Linked DNA regions of Zea mays: region 2 is linked to region 1. Evidence: chromatin contacts called from public Hi-C data. All regions are on one chromosome and are shown on one strand. The core of a region is the stretch at or near the end of the contact, and the rest is flanking DNA. Distances in the headings are between cores, read along the strand shown.

Evidence for each region. Hi-C and Micro-C count contacts between places; a contact is called where the count stands out from the background.
Region 2: a contact with region 1 is called in a Hi-C map of ear, with 3 times the contacts expected there. The contact joins the promoter of LOC100279625 here to the promoter of LOC100193513 in region 1. A contact is called at or near these places in 2 of 25 Hi-C or Micro-C datasets (ear and tassel).

What each region holds. Positions count from the first base shown.
Region 1 is chr6:171,828,384-171,833,918 of Zm-B73-REFERENCE-NAM-5.0, reverse strand. LOC100193513 (ATP-dependent protease La (LON) domain protein) reads left to right here and starts at 4,217. Exons shown (of 10, transcript NM_001138625.1): 1 at 4,217-4,463; 2 at 5,164-5,249; 3 at 5,326-5,403. The coding sequence starts at 4,294.
Region 2 is chr6:172,046,631-172,052,559 of Zm-B73-REFERENCE-NAM-5.0, reverse strand. LOC100279625 reads left to right here and starts at 3,479. Exons shown (of 2, transcript NM_001152621.1): 1 at 3,479-3,960; 2 at 4,306-5,515. The coding sequence starts at 3,649. The coding sequence ends at 5,142.

The sequences.
Region 1 (5,535 bases), core at 2,968-5,467:
AATGTCCCTGGTGTATCTGACGGCTTGCTAGGGCTGTTAACTTCCTGGACGCTGTGTTCTGCTTCGGATTCAAATGGTATAGGGTCAGTCTGGTTGGGAACATGGGTGGGCACCGGTGGACATGGAATGGGTGGTACCATTTGTGGTGGACCGAAACATGTTTGTGTAGGAGGACCCCCAGGAGTTGTCATACCAAAATATGGGTTCCATGGTGTACGAAATGTATATCCAGATGGGTCATTAGGTCCCTGGGACCAGGTAGGATTTGTCATATGGGAATTTGAAGGATTAGTAAATGTTGAAGCCTGTGTTGGGTCGAACCCTTGGGGCTGCCACATCTGAGGATCCCACAAGGGTGGGGGGAAAATTTGGTTACCTGTATTGGGGCTGGCAGCAGGTGGTCGATAAGGAGTGTTTGAGTTGTTGTCAGCCATTCTGGAATGAAATACATAAATACATTAAGTTGGACAACACATAACAAACTTGAACTGTAAACGTCAGACTTTAAAGCATTGCAAATCAGCTTCAGACATTACGAACAACAGGATGAAGCATTGGAAATAAGTTGACTACAAAAGGATAAAGCATCCCAGAACAGGTTCGTACAAAAGTAAGATAAGCTGGAACCGTTCTTACATCGGTTACTGCAAGCATCAAACACATACCACACAGGTTGCTACTTTATTTGGATGCATTAGTACTACTACGACCAGGTTCTACGTACCATTATTACAGGTTCCAAATGCTATACCTAGTGGACCTGTCGGAATCGTAGGAGTCATTGTCACTGGCTTCATACAATTCTGGTGAGGATGGGGGAGTGAAAGTTATTTGTCTAGGCACGGGCTTGGCATCCTGAGCAAGGTTAATTTGTTCCTCCATCCTATCCTTCTCTGGGTCAGACCTTGCTTTGCTCTCAATTGCATCTTGCTCCATCAGGTCTACCTCTTTTCGAATAGCAAGTAGAGCATTCAGAAGGTAATGCTCGTCACCCAAATGACGGAAAGCCTCTTCTAAAAAGGTCCTAATATTGACTGCACGACTTTCCACTGAGGAAGCAAGATTGAGGACCAAGTTTTGCACCAGTTTGACATCATGGCTGCTCATCTTGTTTTCAATCGTCAAGCACTTCCTCCTTGGCTAGACAAGGTGCATACATCAAAAAATTAGGGGCACTTCGGTTACTATTTGGGTAAATTCAAGTGTTAATGTCAGTTAGGAAACAAAAGTTGGTACCAATGCAATAAACAAATGTGAAACAGTTACAAACTAAACAATTGTTGCAATTTACCAACAATTGTTGGTTGCAATGTGTATGCCCTGTAAATTAATTGATCACAGTATCCATGCCTGGGTGACTATGTTCGTGGCTTCTAATAAAATGAACTTGCACAACAAACATGGGAGCACAGACTTCAGACATGGACAGTACACTTAACAAGTTGATTATAAACAAATAACTAAAGCGAAAAAAGGATTTAGAACCTCAGTTAGTTGAAGTGGACGTCAAATAATGAAATAAATATTTGAAGCTGCATAATAAGTGAAGGTTTCGTTAGTTGCATGCAATGTTTACTGATGTATCAAACAAAGGGGTTGTATGTTAACTAAGTGGAGTTCATAAACAGAGTAACTTATTAGAATGCAAAAAAAGGGGTATGCATCAAACAAAGGGGTTGTCATGAGGAAATGAACGGTAATTCGTGCTTAGTTGTTGGCATTCCAATATGAACAATGAATTGTGTACCAGCAAGACTGAGCAATGAACATACAACTGACATGAGCACATATTATTTGAGCTGATCGACTTAGGTGCTTGAACAAACAATAAGCACGCCACGATGACGACTATGAAAATCACACCCGACTCTTCGTGTTGTATCGTATGCTCGAAAAACTATTAGGCTTGCACATGCTCTACAAGATAACGACGGATCAGGTAAGTGTAAAAGCCTAACAATAGGCGATGGGGACAACCAGTAAACCCTAACTGGCCAAATCGCCATGAACAAATTAATCCAGCTACTAAATCAAGTACATGTACATGTAAACGGTACGGTTTAAAGACACGGAGATGTTTTTGGGTCACGGATTGAATCCGACATGAAAAACTGGGAGGAGAGAAAGGGGCGTACCTTCGACGTCGCAGCTCGAAAGAAGCAGATCTGGTGAGCGTCGATATGTCGCCGATTGGAATATGTCGCCTTGACGTGAGTCCCGCAGACGACGAACTGGCGTGCGAACACGACCGACGGCGGCGTCTTCGCACGGATCGACCGGGTCGCCGCTCGGCGAAGCTGCCGAGGGGATCCGCGTGGACGGCGGCATCTGCTGCTCGCCGCCCGGAGCAAGGCAAATCAATCGCGGCGGATGGCGGATCCACGGCAAATATCTCCGGCGGTGGTGCGGTGTCCGTGGAGTCGCCTGGAGCTCGCTCCTCGGAGTTTTCCGACCGCGCGGGCTTCTCTGGGAAGCTAGCAACCGGAGGGCACGCGAGCGCCGTAGCGTGCCCATCCATTTAGCGGGAGAGAGAAGGAATCGGGAGGGGAGAGGAGGAGGAGGAGGAGGAGGAGGAAGGCGGTGAAGAGAATAGGGGCGCACTGTAGCCCCTAAAACGGCTACAGTGTTAGGGGAGGGGAGTGGTAGCGGCGTCCGTTGAACACAGTCTAAAGCCTCCAACATTCATAAAGCGTGCCCGCGCGTGACGCTTTGGAAGCTTTGTGGAGCCCAAATTAAAGCCGAGAGAGCCCTCGGCTCCTCAAGAAACCACGGGAATGGCCTTCCGCAGCTATGTCACCGTACCGCTACTAGCCCGAAATGGCACTCCACTCCTGATATTTTTATTTATCCATGGGTAAAACCGAGATTTTTCCTCGGTGATGGCAGCATTGGCAGGGCAGGGACGCGGGGAACCAATTGGTGGCCGGCACGTTCGGCAGCGTCGACGACGTCAAACAATTCCAATCGTGCTCCCGCGCTCGCGTACTGCTTGTCAACTTTTTCCACTTTCGAACGAAGCCGGCCGTGCTGAGCCAAATCGCTCCACGCAGGCCGGCGCTGCCGTGCAGTGCAGATGGTCCGCGGTGCAGGCTTGGGGTCGTTTTCTGCGTGGAAAACTATATCAATCTATATAGGTCAGAACGATCTAACATAAATTTCATTTAAAATTCTAGTATATCCAACCACCCCAACGCACATGAACATTCAAACAAAACGTTCGAAAATAGAGCAACCATAGGCTGTGTGGGCGTGTGGCCCATGAAATCACCATATGCTCAGGGCCTTGCAAAGATATGAAATGGAGGAAAAGGAATATTGTTGTCTTTTCTTCTTCTCTTCCGTCCTTACCGAGTACTAAGTCACTTCCCCATTGAGGAATAAGTTAACTAGGGAGAAGTTAAGAGAGATATTTACCAAATGCTTATCTTAATAAAGTTTTTTTTCCAGTTTGTGCCAAAAATACAGAAGTAGAGGTTAATGTTAGTTGAGTAACGTGCATCAGGTGTCCGATAGAGACAACCGAGTCAAATTTAGGCTGATTAGACCACCTAACCAACTCAGCTAGAGACATCAAACTCACGACACGTTTGCCGCTCCGGTCATCTATTTCCAACACTGCTGCTTACATTATCGACCAGCGAAACCAAAGCCTCTCAATGGTTACTGACTCTTCTGAACAGTTGCACATAAACACAAACATCAAAGAATCTCACGACGCGAACTCCATCGAGTTTTTTTGACCAGACCACATCAGTCTAGGCTGCTCTTACTTAGCTAGTCGGCACTCAGCAGCACTAGCTTAAGAGCCTAGACGAAGGATGTATGTTACACTGAAAAACCTGTTGTGTGGTAATTGTGATTTTATCCTTCAAAGGAGTGGCAATTATGATTGAAGGATAAATTTATATTTATATGTCCTATTTCACAGAGACAGCCTTGTTTTTCGTTTAAAAAAAAGACAAGAAATCACAAAGTCGAATTTTGATGGACAAAATCACAATTACACTCGACAAGAACACAATTGCCGGTATGACAGGCCACAGAATCGGGCTGCCGGGATAGGGCGAGTGATGGTTGGGCCGTATACACGTGGGCCTGACGCTAGAGGGGAAAAGAGCTTGACCGCGTCGAGAAGTGTCTTAATGGACAAGTGGGCCGCGGGCCCGCGGCCACCATACAACCCAGCAGAAAGGCGAGGAGACGAACCGAAGATTGGCCAAATCTCGCTTGCGTTTCTGGGGTGGTGTCTCTGACTCTCTGGCTCCGTCCCCGGCACCGGCGGGCGGTGGCGTGATGGCGGACTGGGAGGGGATCCCGCCGCGGGAGCGGCGGCAGATGGAGGAGATCCTGCAGCTCGACATGGAGGAGCTCAACGTGGAGGTCGTCGACGACAACGAAGAAGACGAGGAGGAAGAGGAGGGTGACGGCAACGAGGAGGACTACGACGTCGATGCCTTCCTCAGGTGATTCGAAGGACACTGGCCACGAGACCACTGTACAATCCTTCCTTCAACTCCATGCGTGTATTTTACCCTCCTCCTCCTCCTCCAACGGTGGGCCCCACTGTGCTGCTCCATGTATTTGTCGTAGGTACCGATGTTGCTTATCCATTTCTTGTAGAGTTGATTTAGCAAAGGCCTAGCCAGTGCAGTTAGTTTTCGGTAACATTTCAACGTGGCAATTTGGAGGCTGTGGTCGGAGATCGTTAAGCTTATGAAGATCTTAAGCGTCCGAAATCCAGCCTTGAGGAGCTAGTCTATTTGCCTAGGATGGGGATTTGGGGATTTCAGCTTAAAGGAACAACAACTCTGGAAAGTCGGGGTAGTGTTAACTTCGCATCCTTCACCGACGTTTCACATTTTAGATCCATTTTCCTTCACATTTTAGAATGAAAAAATAATAGCTTGCTCTCTTTGCGATTATTTTTCCATTCTTGCAATGCCTTGTGTTTTGATTCAAATGGAATTCATGATAAGTTTGTTGACTGCTGAAAATTGCAGTTAGCTTAGAGCAATGTTCAGCCTTACAATTTCTGTGCTTATTCACTTCATTCTTTCTATACAGAGATTTGGTACCTTTGGAGACCGCCTACAGACTTTTTCGTAGTATTGTTTAGATGTTTATCCAAATTTGTTCAACCATTTGAATGTTTCTATTTATCAGAGATAACAATGGAGATGGAGTGGCTAGCACCTCTGGACCATTCACATTCAATAGGTCTCTAGCTTCACTGCACACATACCTTGGCGGTAAATGTCAACCTAATCTTAACATGTTTATCATGCCGATTGCAAACTGTGAAGCTCTTTTTTTTATATCACTCAGAGGTTGACGATACTCGGGGTAGAGTTACTCTTTTAGATGGTGGCACAATCCTCAACTTGCCAATGTTTTATCTTCAAGGTAATATCTGATTGTACTTATTCTCTCTCCTACATTCTTTATTTTCTTTTGATCATCTTTTCAGTATTTATATTAAAGGGAGATAAGTAACATTTGCTCCAACTCCACTGTACTTTCATTCATCATATTTTT
Region 2 (5,929 bases), core at 2,230-4,729, 220 kb before region 1:
CATCGTGGCGGCCGGAGAGATTTTGGCGCCCGGTTTGTGTGATGTCGTGGCCGTCGGAGGAGCGCTGGAGCCTGGCCGAGAGCCGCCATCGTCAGGGAGCGTGCGGGGCGCCATCATTGCCTATCTGGCGGAGCGAGCTAGGTGGGACGCCGGTCTTGTTCCCCGTAGCCTGAGTCAGCTTGGAGTAGGGTAATGATGGCGCCTCCCGTTGACGTGGCCGGCCCGCGCCCTAGGTTGGGTGATGTGGAGGCTCCTCCGAGGTCGAGGTCGAGTCCGTCTTCCGTGGCCGAGGTCGAGTCCGAGCCCCTAGGTCGGGCGAGGCGGAGGCCGTTGGCTGAGGCCAGGGCGGAGTTCGAGCCCTAGGGTCGGGCGAAGCGGAGTTCGTCGTCTTCCGGGGCTTGGCCCGAGTCCGAGCCCTGGGTCGGGCGGAGCGGAGTTCATCGTCTTCCGGGGCTTAGCCCGAGTCTGAGCCCTGGGTCGGGCGGAGCGGAGTTCGCCGTCTTCCGGGGCTTAGCCCGAGTCTGAGCCCTGGGTCGGGCGGAGCGGAGTTCGCCGTCTTCCGGGGCTTAGCCCGAGTCCGAGCCCTGGGTCGGGCGGAGCGGAGTTCGCCGTCTTCCGGGGCTTAGCCCGAGTCTGAGCCCTGGGTCGGGCGGAGTGGAGCTTCCTATGGTGCCTGTGGCCGGGCCTGACTGCCTGTCAGCCTCACTCTGTCAAGTGGCACCGCAGTCGGAGCGGCACATGCGGCGCTGTCTTTCTGTCAGACCGGTCAGTGGAGCGGCGAAGTGACGGCGGTCACTTCGGCTCTGTCGGTTGAGGGGCGCGCGTCAGGATAAAGGTGTCTGGCCACCTTTGCATTAAATGCTCCTGCGATTTGGTCGGTCGGCGCGGCGATTTGGTCAGGGTTGCTTCTTGGCGAAGACAGGGCCTCGGGCGAGCCGGAAATATGTTCGCCGCTGGGGGGGGCTCGGGCGAGGCGGAGATCCTCCGGGGTCGGCTGCCCTTGTCCGAGGCTAGGCTCGGGCGAGGCGTGATCGAGTCCCTCAAATGGACTGATCCCTGACTTAATCGCACCCATCAGGCCTTTGCAGCTTCATGCTGATGGGGGTTACGAGCTGAGAATTAGGAGCCTTGAGGGTACCCCTAATTATGGTCCCGACAAAATCTAAATTCAATTTTGCTAAATGGATACAGATATATCCACTTTAATTTCTATACTAAAAATTGGATTTGGATAGGAGTATGTATATACGCTTTTTAGCGGATACAGACAATCCGATAATTGAGATGAACATTTTCATTTTTCGTCCCTGAATAAACCCAGCAAAAAACTGAAGCGCCCCAGACACTGTCACGCTTTCCAAGGCCAATCCACCTAGGGATCGGAGACCACGCAGGGCCGGACCATTTCTGACGCAAGTCACGCAGCCCACCAACAGCCCGTCAATATTTTATCGCTAGGCTGACTCCGATGGCTCCCACGTGTCTAACGCTGCGTCATCCAACGGCCCGAGAGCGAACAGCGGCGGGCTCGGCCACGTGGTAGTTACGTGGTAGCACGAGGCGGGCCTGTGCGTGACAGCATGAGCACCTTCCGGGGAGGTGACCCCAGCACGCTCGACTAGCCACAATCACGGTGGTGCAGTGCTTGCTATGCTAATAACATGGGTGACAGGAACGCCTTTTTTAACGCTGCTGTGCTAGGTTGCTATAGTTAAAAAGAAAGGAATTTGCTATGCTCTCTCTATATAAAAAATGTACAACTCAAGTACCGATGTGCTCATGATTCACCGTTAGTAGATGGAGTATTCTTTTTTCCCTTTACACTTTCGCCCTAATGAATCGATGGGTCAATGTAGCACAGCACAGTAGCACACGACGGTAGGTTTGATTAACCTTCGTAGGTGCATTTTTTTGTGGACAAAGTTTATGATAACGTGACATGATGTGCCATGCTATGATGACCCAGCATGCATGTGATGCTACTTCTATATGATGGTGCCCCCGGCGGGCCCTCCGGAGTGCGCAGCTCAGCTCGATTTTCCGTACCAGCCCACCCCCCCACCCCCCAACGTAAGTCGAAATTCATGGCCGAACACCAGGAAACAAAAATGTACCTCATGCCGTATATGCGTAAAACCTGTACACGGAAACGTTTCATAAGACAATATCACAATAATCAACTTATACATAGTGATTTGTTTAGCTTCGGCATGTCTAGCACACAATTGAGATGTAAAACTAAGGGCTTGTTCGGTTATTTTCAATCCATATGGATTGGAGGGGATTGATATGGATTGGAGGGGATTTTGACTTACTAGGGATTGAAACCCCCTCAATCCCCCTCAATCCATATGGATTGGGGTAGAACCGAACAAGCCCTAAAGGGGACACATACATCGCCTGATTGGATGGGCGCGCGGGCTCTCACCGTCCTACCCGGGGATACGACCATTTTGCAGGTACCCGCGCGTGGTGCAGACATATGCTCTTAAAATAGTTTATTTTGCATTCGATCATTTAGTCTCTTTCTCTCACGTGCACACAACCAAATACAAACTCAGACAAAGTCAACACATACTATAGTCCAAGATAAGATGGTGCGGACAACCAATCAAATAGAGAGTATACACAAAACCAGTGGCGTAGATAGTGGGTGGTCCAGGTGGGCCACGACATATCCTAAGCCGGCCCATCGGATCACCAGTCCACCAAGATTCATATAAAAAATACTGATATATATTATATTTGCATTCTAATATATACATTTATAGACTTAAATGTTAAATCTATAGTGTTATATGTTATTTTTATCTTTATATTTTGAATTATATACCAAATTATTATATATTATATTAAATTTTTTATAAAAAATCTAATGGCATACCTTACCAAAAAATTCTAGCTACGCCACTGCACAAAACCACCTTCGTACATATACACGTAAAATCAAACTAAAACTTTCGATTGATAAACTTTTGTACGTGATAAGAGTACGTTGATAGTTCCTAATAGCCTTGGTATGATAGGGGGACGTGCAAAATTTTAGCTTGCAGCCAGAGTACGATAAAAACTCAAGCACACTGCAGCAATTACCCACGCGGTAAACGCAACAAATCGAGGAACTCGTTACTTCCATTTGCAGCCATCAATTTCTCCTTGTTTTTTCTCCTGTCGAGCAGCACTACAACAGCTGTCATTGCTCGACTTCGACTGTGAAGCCTCCAAACATGTCTGATTTTTTTCTTCCGCCCTATTTTTAGTTTTTACAACCACCATTAATATCGGGATTTTTTTACTGCTGTAAAAAAGAGATACGTCTCATTGTTTTAACAGGCAATTACAGCTGCCTGTAGTAGTTTCCAGCCGGGAGGGAGTGCCTGTGGACACGGCTGTGGCTTGGCTTTATTTACTCCTTCGGAACCGTTCATCTCTGCTGACCTTCCCCCTCCTCGTCGTCCTCCACTCCGCCCTCCAACGCCACGGACGCGGGACGCGTCCCAATTAAACCCTTCTCCTTCTCTCTCTCTCTCCTCTCTCTCTCTCTCTATTTCCGCCTGCCACTCTACGCGCGCAGAAAAAAATCAGGACAGAAATAAGCGGAGGCGAGGGAGTGGAGGAAGGGAACAACAGACAAATTCTCTGCGGTGAATGGAGGTTTCGGCCGAGTGCGCGGGCGGCGGGAGTGTGAAGAAGGAGGCGGACCTCTTCCTTGTCGACGACCTACTCGACCTGCCGTGCGACGACGACGACGAGGAGACGGTGGTGGGCGACTGGGAAGGGGACGGGAGTAAGCAGGCTGCGGTGTTGGACCGGGGTTGTGGCGCCGGCGGGGAGGAGGGTGCCGCCGGTAACGCGTCGAAGAACGAATCGTCGGCGGTGACTGCGCTGGACAGCTGCAGCAATTCCATCTCGGGTTCCGGCCTCGCCGACGGGGACTTCTCCGGCGGGCTGTGCGAGCCGGTAAAACTCCCGCCAAAGCCTCTCGTTGTTTTCTTCCATGAATTCCGGCGAACTGTTCGGTTTTTTACGCGTTTTGTCGGAAGAATTCACGGTTCCGCTGATCCGTCCGAGCTCCACCGGCACCCATTAAATTTCTCTTCCAATGGAGGGAAACGTCACCCCTGAATAGTAGTAACTCATGCGACCCAGAAATAGCGGCGTCATCCTGAACGCTCGCCACTGCACTCTGCAGGCAACCACTCGAAAAAATAGTTGGGTGCTGAGCTGATTCATTGACTTTTAGTTGACGGCTCCATTGCTGACCGGTTTTTTCCTTGCTCTGAATGAATCCCTGCGCCTGCGCAGTACGACCAACTAGCGGAGCTGGAATGGCTGTCCAACTACCTGGGCGAGGACAACTTTCCCACGGAGGATCTGAAGAAGCTGCAGCTCATCACCGGCATTCCGCCGGCTGCAACCGCGATGGCGCCCGCGCCCGCGCCCGCCGCCGCACAGGCACAGCCGGCCGCTGGCGTGTTGCCACAGGAGGCGCCCGTGCTGGGCAAGGCACGCAGCAAGCGGTCGCGCGTCGCGCCATGCAGCTGGGCCTCCCGCCTGGTCGTGCTCCCGCCACCTAGTCCCGGCTCGCCGCCGTCCGCGGCCATCTCGCCGTCCGAGTCCGGCTCCGGCACCGCGGCGCTGGCGTTCCCGGCCAGGAAGCCGTTGAAGCCTGCGAAGAAGAAGGAGGCGCCGTCGCCGTCGCTGCCGCCGGTGCCAAACAACGCCGCGGCGGCGGGCGCGGGGGAGGGGCGGCGGTGCCTGCACTGCGAGACCGACAAGACGCCTCAGTGGAGGACGGGGCCGCTGGGCCCCAAGACGCTGTGCAACGCGTGCGGCGTGCGGTACAAGTCGGGCCGCCTCGTGCCGGAGTACCGGCCGGCGGCGAGCCCGACCTTCGTGGTGTCGAAGCACTCCAACTCCCACCGGAAGGTGCTGGAGCTGCAGCGCCAGAAGGAGGCGCACCCGCACCACCACCACCAGTACCAGCCGCAGCAGGCCCTCGCCCACGTCGGCGCCGGCGGGACCTTGAACTTGATGCACGCGCCGAGCCCGCTGCTGTTCGACGGGCCGGCGGCGCCGCTCATCGGCGACGACTTCTTGGTCCACAGCCACATAGGGCCGGACTTCCGTCAGCTCATCTAGGGACGCCGTCTGGTCATTTGCTCTCTCTAGAGTCTGATCCAATAGCCCAGGAATAATAATTCAGCGCAACCAAAAACTGATCTTTATTTTCTAGGAGTTTTTCCCTCCAGTTTTTCCTTTGTATTTTCACCAGACTATCTTTTCCGAAATCTTCAATTTTTTTTTTGTTTCTCTCTCGATTTCTCGTGTTTTTTTTTTGCTTGAACCTTTCTTCTCGGACCTTTGAGTTTCTGACACCTTAGAAAATAATTCTAGGGAGTTGTTTTTCTTAGCCTCCCCCACCCCGGCTTTCTTTCTTAGCATGTTTTTGAGATTTGTATAATGCAGAGCTCCTAGAGGAAGAGTAAACAAGCAGGTCTAAAGTTCAGACTTCAAAGCTAGTGTGAGCCTTCATACTGTACTCCTAGTTGTTTCATTGTTTTTTGTGAAATCCCAATCTTGTCTGCGTTTCGGCGAGCAAGACGACGATTCGCTCTCTGCTGCTGAACCGATCGCTGTAATGATAAAGGGGGACTCACGGCTCACAAATTAAAGCCACAGGACCCACGATCAGAAGCGTGAGAGGGTGAGTGTGGTGTGAGCAACCAAACCAAAAAGTAGTACGGAGCACTCCTGCTAACCAGCAGAGAGTAGGGTGAAAAAACTGAAAAAGGTGCACGTGATCGTCGGAGTCTTGGCATATCTTGCAATGCAAAAACACACACACACAGCTCATGTTCAACCTGAATGGTCATGGTCAGGTCTCCGAACCCAATGAAGACAAAAGCAGCAACGTAAAGAGTGATTA